Linked DNA regions of Mus musculus: region 1 is linked to region 2. The links are chromatin contacts, called in public Hi-C maps. All regions are on one chromosome and are shown on one strand. The core of a region is the stretch at or near the end of the contact, and the rest is flanking DNA. Distances in the headings are between cores, read along the strand shown. Region 1 overlaps Eml6 (echinoderm microtubule associated protein like 6). Region 2 holds the start of Ccdc88a (coiled coil domain containing 88A).

Region 1 (3,585 bases), core at 907-3,406, 510 kb before region 2:
CACCTTAGTCCGCACTATTCAAGGAGCACATAGTGTGAGTATTGCTATATGGGGCTCTGAGATGATGTAATGAGGGATGATGTAATATGGATTGATGTAATGTGGATGATGTACTGAATGGGTTAAGGCCACACATCTCTCTGTTTCTGCCCTTTGCTTTACAGTTAGACTTCAAACAGTTGTATACACATACACATAAGCATACACATACACATATACATACACATACATACACATACATGAAATGATTCATGAAGATTTCTCACCTGGGGGGGGAATCCATACTAAATCCACCCTTCACCTTAACTTTAAACTAGCTGATTAGTGTTAATACCTTCAAATTCATTCACTGTTACCACTTTTAGTGCTGCAGATTGAACCCAGAGCCTCACACACTAGGCAAGACCTCTGTCATTAAGCTGCATCCCCAGACCTCATTACTCTTCCCATGAAGAAAACCTTAGACAACTCAGTGAAATAGTTTAGACACTTTAGAGTCTTCCCAGTCATCTACGGTGAAAGCCATTTGTCTTGGTTTCATTGCCAAATGACTCTTAAAATAATTAAGAGGTCAGAATTTGTCTTCATTCGTTAAATGATCTGCTGCCTCAGCAATAAGTTTCTCTCTGTCAGCATAATGTGACATAACAGCTTTTAAAAAATCAAGTAAAATAAGGGTCAAGGTATTTTAAATATGAAAAGGGAGTCATGCAATAGTACACAATGCTGACATGATGCTATTTGTAGTTTTTGGTTTGTCAAAAGTGACACCATCCTGAAAAGCTGAGATCTGCCTCAGATACCCCTATACTTGTAAATGGTATGGCACCATGCCCCTAGTCTGTGTCTCTACTTCGTTAATTTATGACTTAAGTGTGCCACCTTTGTAATGTCTTTGTTTCAGAAGACTCAGTTGTCATATAGAAATGTGATTCTGTATCTGCTTTTACTAAGGCACTCATAACTAACATTTTGGGTGGTAGCGGTAACAATGTTATCAAATTAGATGTGTTGGAATTGCTTTGCTTCCTGGTGGTGGCTGTAATTACTGCAATCCAGCTGAGATGAAGTATGTTGATCTGCTGTCAGATTTCAACAGAAAACAGCATTTGCTTTAATTAGTTTTGCTCTGTTATTTTTAATCATGGAGATTCAGCAACAATGACATTTGTGACTGTGGGATTGAATTCTACCTCTTATAATTGACAGGCTGGGATCTTCAGCCTGTATGCTTGTGAAGAAGGCTTTGCTACTGGTGGGCGAGATGGTTGCATACGATTATGGGACACTGATTTCAAACCAATAACCAAAATTGATCTCAGGGAGACGGAACAAGGATATAAAGGTAAAATGTGTGTTAGTACTTACCATGTGCTCTAAGAAGGTTATGTACAATGTCAAGTTGTGTGTTTCTGTTTAAGAGAAAGAAGTAAATATAAGGGCTAGAGAGACAGCTCAGCTATTAGGAGCATTCACAGAAGATCTGGATACAGTTCACACCACCCACAGGGCGCCTCATGAGTGCCTGTAATTCCAGTTCCAGGGACCTTGTGTCTCCTTCTTGCTTCTGTGTATATTAGGTATACACATAGTACACACACATGCATGAGACATATCACTTATAAAGTGAAAGTTTTTTAAAGAATTAATTATGTAAATTTTATATTCTACCTGACAGTATTTGCTTTGTTCTATGAAGACTTTAAGGGTTTACATAAAAATATTGAATACAAGCTCCAAAGTATGTTGAAAATGAGTAGATAGCTTTTCCCCTGCTTGGCATAAAGCTACAGTGATCCTGTAGCAAAGACAGATGATAACATTACAGTGAAAAAGCTGAACGGTTTCCCAGAATATGGGATTATTTTCAGTGATGAAATGAAGAATTTCTGGACAAGACAGTCAATAAATGTGACAGTGTGTAGCCTCTGAAAATAAACCTGTGTCCACTTGTAGCACTGAAGTGGCTAGGGTAGACATCAGAGAGCAGAGAGAAGAAAACATGTACCGTATGTCCTCAGGCTATCTTCCCTAAGCAGTGTTGTTTCCAATCAAATTTTATTTTTAAATTTAGCAACAGAGCAATGAGCTGGATGTTGTGATTCATCTTATACCACAAGCTACCTTCTTCCTTCTGCCATTCACATAGTGACTCATGTCACACCACAGGCTACATCCTTCCTTCTGCCATTCACTATAAAAAATGCCTCACAGCTCTTCTGGAGACTGCACTGATTCTATCTTAGGGAGTTGTGGATACCTAACACCGGGCTTCTTAGAAAGTTGTAGAATTTGGTTCCTACTTTACTCTGTCAATTAGGACAAAGTCAAGGTCCTTAAATTCTCTATAATATCATGTGGTTTTAAGCAGCTTTATTCAGAAGAATATATAAATATGTAGAAGCAAGTTAGTTTTCTAAGAGTCACATTTTAAAAAAAGCAAAATCTTTCAACCAAATAACTCCAGACACCCACCCTCTTGAGTGTTTGCAGAGTGAGGGTAAGCAAGGCTAGAAGGAGGGTGTGGAGGAGCAGAACAGACAGGAGGAGACAGAGGGGACAGCAGATCCTTACACACTGTCCCACACGCAGAGAGATCTTAACCTTCTGCTCTGCCTACTCCCTGCTTCAAACATGGAAGTAAAGCACATTTGAGAGGAACAGATTCAGGCAAAACAGTATCAGGATTGCCTTGGTCTCAATGTGAATGTAAAACTATAGGAGTGACTTTATCTTCAGATGGACTTTTGATATGCATGAATTCCCTCCCCCCCTTTTTGCTGTTGGGTGACAATGACTGTTGACCTCATTTGCATGGAAACTATGTTTTGTGGTTCTTTTCTGGGGTTTTGATTTTATTTTCCATTTTATTAAAAAGACTTTCTAAACATTCAGCAAGAACATTTTAAAGGTCATGTTCTAATTCTATAACACCATACTTGCTACTTTTGAAAGACCCCCGAAGAGGGGAGAACCTCACTCAAGTCTCAGGATGACGCGACCCCCCCAAGAAGGATGGTCTCACAAGAGACCGTCCTTGCTGCAATTGCACAAGGTTTATTGACAGGAACCAGCCCACTGGGGTCAACTCGTATCCCACGCAGGGGTAGAGGAGTTCGACCCTGAGTAGCTGGGAAAGGGGATATTTAAAGGAAAGAAACACAACCCAAGGGGGAAGGGAGGGTATTATTGGAAAATGCGGAAAATACGAGTGAAGAATCACAAGCGGGTACTAAAAATCACAAGGGGAAACTCCCTGCTTCTCAAGATTGTTCTCAAGACTTTAATCTAACTTTTGTGGTCGGCCAGGTCCTGGAACAAGGTCACTGAACTGGATAACCTACATTCTTGGTGCTAGGGGGTCTGAATTTTTCCTGGTCTTTCACTTTGTGTCTAAAGTTTGAAGATATTAATCAGGAGCAGTGAGATAGCTCAACCTTAAAAAGTACTTGATGCCAATCCTGATGACCTGAGTTCAATCCCTGAAACTCACATGATAGGAAGAAAAAACTGATTACTGTAAGTTGACATCTGACCCTCATATGCATTCTACATATGCATTTATGCATGTGCATGTATGTATAT
Region 2 (3,988 bases), core at 1,172-3,671:
CTCTGAGGGCACAGAGGTTAGCACTGGAACAATCCTTCTGCACTTCACTCCTAACCTTGTCCTAGCTTGCTTTCTTTTGCTATGATATACACATGACCAAAAGCAACTGTGGAAGAAAGGGTTTATTTCCTCTTACTTCTAGGTAATAGTTCATCACTGAAAAACAAAAAAAAGTCCCAGCAGGAGCTGGCAGGACTAAAGCTGAGAGCCCAGAGAAAGGCTGTTTACTAGCTAGGTCCCTCTGGCTTGCTCAGCTACCTTTCTTACACAAACGAAGACCACCGGCCCAGGGTAGGGACTGTCAGCGGTGGGTTGGGCATGAAGCAACCACATGAAGCAACCAAGAAAATGCCCCCACAGACTTGCCTGCAGGTGGGAAGGGCAAAGACATTTTCTAACTGAGGGTTTCCTTCTCCCTAAAGATCCCTGTGTCAAGGTGACAAAAACCTAACCCGCAAAAACCTCTTAAAATAGAAAGTATAAAAAGAAAAATAATTTCCATTAAAAAAAAAAAACGGAATTGATATATGTAAAATTAACAGAATAGTATACAGACTCTAACAAGCATTTATACTGAATTAATTTCTCACATATATAAAAGAAGTATCTTCAAGTCAAAAAGTACAAGATTCTTGTAATGATACTGGACTGAGAAAGAAGTCTAAATCTTCAGCAACTGATAACCACTTTAGTACTCACAATGAATCTGCACTACAATACCGTAACAATAAAATGGAGTCATTTGTATTACTCTGATCTAAGTACTGATATGCTTTCAATATTCAATTTCTAGCTCAAAAACCCCATTCCTACTTAACAGATGCTCAGTATTACAAACAAAAGATTTAACTAATTAACCCAGCTCTCAAGACTTCAGTTATTTATAAACCTCAAAATACCTTTAAACAATTCCTCAAATATTAAACAATTTAATAATTCATCAATAACACAATAAGCCATCTAATCAAACTTGGATATTTAAATTGTTTGCTACAAAGTCTTCCTGACCAATTGTAATGTTAACTGAATTTTTCACTTCTGAAACATATTAGTTCACCACTTTCCATTTTTGAACCACTTATTCTTATACTAAAAAGGTTAATAAATATCTTTCCACATATATAACTTCAGTTAAGTCTTTTCCCTGTGGTAGACAAGATTTCTCTATCTCCGTCATTTTACCAAATGACCAAAGATGACACAATGTAGTTTGAATTTCAGCAGTCAAGACAATAAATGACAAAACAGAATTGGCAAAGTCACGGATAAAGTTTACCAATTTTAACAGGTATAACTATTTGGTTGTGATAAATGGGGCAGGCACATAAGAATACCGCTCCTTCCAAGATCCAATTAAACTACCTGATTTTTTTTTTTCTGGCCAAAGAACCAAATTAAGTCGTGAAATCTAAGTTCAAAGTATGTAATGTTTCAAAGAATATAAGTTACCAAGAAAGAAGAAGACACTTACATTTGGAGCATGACCTGGTTCAAGAATACCCCATCCACTAAAGCCACATACTCATCCAGGTTAGTCCCATTTCCTGCAGCCAGAGGTCCAAACGTTTTAACCTAGAACAGAAGGATTATCACGACGTGAACGCCCACCTCCATCTCTGCAGCCACAAATAACACGGCCAAATATACCATAAAGGACATCTTCCTTACCCAAGTGACCAAGGGGCTGGTCATGAACTGCTCCAGAAGGGGAGTGAAGATTTCGTTCTCCATTTTACAGATTATATATTCAGGAGGGGGCGGGGGGAGGAAGTACCACAAATACGCCCAGGGAATTGGTCAGTAAATGTAGAAGACGGAATCAATGAAAGTTCATTCCGGCAGGAGAGGAAAATCCCATCGAAGAAGGGGAAGAGCTGTCCCTCCTTAGCCCCCCCGGGGAAACGAGCCCGAATCCCGCGCTGAGCCGCAGCCGATGCTGGCAGTCTGCACCCGGTGAGGAGGGGCAGAAAAAAGGCATCTGGAGGAGGAGGACGCGGAGAGCGGCCGGGGCACGAGACAAAAAGCCCGTCAAGGTTGCCCCGCTCCCGGGGGGAGCCGGCCAGCGCAGCGGCCGCCAAGAACTCAAGCCCAACGTGGGGGCCGAGGGGGCCGGGCTGGACCTGGGCGAGCGGTTCTGGGCGTTCCGGCCGCCAGTGGGCACGGGCGCCGAGAGCTGGGAGCGTCTGCCCGCAACCTCACAGCCTCAGGCGCGGCTCGCCCCTCTCCAGGCGCTCAGCATCCCTCCGCGGCCTCGCGCTCGCTTCAGCGCCCTGGCCTTGGCCGGGGTCCGGAGCACCGAGGCGTGTCCCTGACCGTCCGGCTGCAGGAGCCCCGCCAGCCTCCGTGTGCCTCAGCGACGCCCGGACGCTCCGCTGCCGCGCTCCAGCCTCCTCCGCCGCCCTCTGGAGGAGCTAGGGTAACGGCCTCGGAACCGCAGTGCCGCAGCACACCCGCCGCCGGCCTGGCGGGCGAGCGCGCCACTCCCTCCGCGCCAGTATCCTTCCGCCGACTCCCCGCCCTCCCGCGCCTCTACCTCTGGATTGTGGGAGAAGAAAACCGCTGCAAGAGCGCGCTCCCGCGTGAGCGCGCCCCCGGCCGGCCCGCCGCCGCCCAGATTCTGGCGGAGCGTGGACGCGCGGACGATGCAGCTGCGGCGGGGGCCCGCGTCGAGTCCGCGCCCCGGACGGATGCCAGGGTGTAGGGGGCGAGACTGAGGAACCGGGCAAGACTGAGGAACCGGGTCTGTCTGCTTGCTCGCTCATGTCTAATTATGGTTTCTTTCCTCCTGGAGCGCCTTCTTTCATGTGTGAAGGAAAAGGAACGAAACCCATCTTTTTTTTAAACACGAGGGGTGCAGACATCCTCTTTCGGACACTTTGATTTGCTCTGTTAAACATGCTTTCTCGCCCCCTAAAAGGCCTAGGAAAGCTGCAGCAAGAAGCAAAAGCACATCTTGGGGGGATGGAGGTTGTTTTTGTTTTCCCGTCTTTTCATATATATATGAAATATTTATAGATATAATATATATTTATATAATTTATATATTATATATATATGAAATATTTATAAGAGTCGAGAATAACCAAAGCTGCCTTTCAACATGGGATTTCCTGACTGGAGTTTCCATGATGCAGGCATTATTTTTTGACTTCTTGGTCACTGGGAAAAAAAATCCAAATTGAGAGCCACAAGAGAAAATATTTAGAAATCATCCAAGTTGTGTGACAAACATTTGTTAAAAATCATTTATCTTATGTACTAGAGGGCCCATCAAAATATGACAGTTCCACAGCAAATTAAATGTTATTCTTCCTCATACCCATAGCATGTCCAGGATAAGATGGAATAGAAAACATCTTTTTCCAAACACAATATGGTATTGTGATATTACAATGCATTTTATGTTTGCACAGTGCTTACAAGTACCTATCCTCTTTGACTACTCATATGTTTAATGATATCTATTTTTGTATGTTTTATTTTTCATTGATTGTATGAATTTTTGCCTTGGATGTATGTTTCTTCCCCACTTATGTGCCTGGTTCCTGTGGAGGTCAGAAGAGGGCACTAGGTTCCCTGGAACAGAGGTTAGAGGCAGCCATGAGCCACTGGATGCCAGGAATCAAACCCTGGTCCTCTGCACCAGCAACCAGAGCTCATAACCACTGAGTCATCTCTCCATCTCTCATAATTTAAGGTAACAGTAAACATGTTTTATCATATACTAAATTAAACACCACAATTTCTTCAGGATTTCTTTTGTTTGTTTGTTTGTCTGTTTGCTTGTTTTCAAGACAAGGTTTCTCTGTGTAGCTGTCCTGGAACTTACTTGTAGACCAGGCTGGCCTCGAACTCAGAAATCTGCCTGCCTCTTCCTCTGCCTTCCAAGTGCTGGGATTTAAGATGTGCACCACCACGCCCAGCAAAAGTTTGTTTGCGTCCAACGTGGGGCACGAACCTTCAGGATTTCTGATAGCAAGACTCACTA

Evidence for each region. A called contact is a pair of places that touch in the nucleus more often than the background predicts.
Region 1: a contact with region 2 is called in a Hi-C map of the N1E-115 cell line, with 4 times the contacts expected there. The contact joins the enhancer-like site here to the promoter of Ccdc88a in region 2. A contact is called at or near these places in 3 of 484 Hi-C or Micro-C datasets (the N1E-115 cell line, embryonic stem cells and uterus), 1 of 115 datasets of contacts at active chromatin or transcription factors (microglia) and 2 of 9 other capture datasets (adipose tissue and macrophages).

The regions. Positions count from the first base shown.
Region 1 is chr11:29,878,407-29,881,991 of GRCm38.p6, reverse strand. It overlaps Eml6 (echinoderm microtubule associated protein like 6), which reads left to right. Exons shown (of 42, transcript NM_146016.2): 6 at 1-34; 7 at 1,210-1,345. Among named protein-coding and RNA genes, the nearest start is that of Gm22588, 31 kb to the right of the region's middle. Within about 2 kb of position 2,156, at least 55 of the 459 cell types and tissues checked have an H3K27ac peak or open chromatin away from gene starts, as enhancers often do. A contact at or near this core is called in the N1E-115 cell line, where this site is marked.
Region 2 is chr11:29,372,091-29,376,078 of GRCm38.p6, reverse strand. It overlaps Ccdc88a (coiled coil domain containing 88A), which reads right to left and starts at 2,421. Exons shown (of 31, transcript NM_001363368.1): 1 at 1,669-2,421; 2 at 1,472-1,572. The coding sequence starts at 1,731.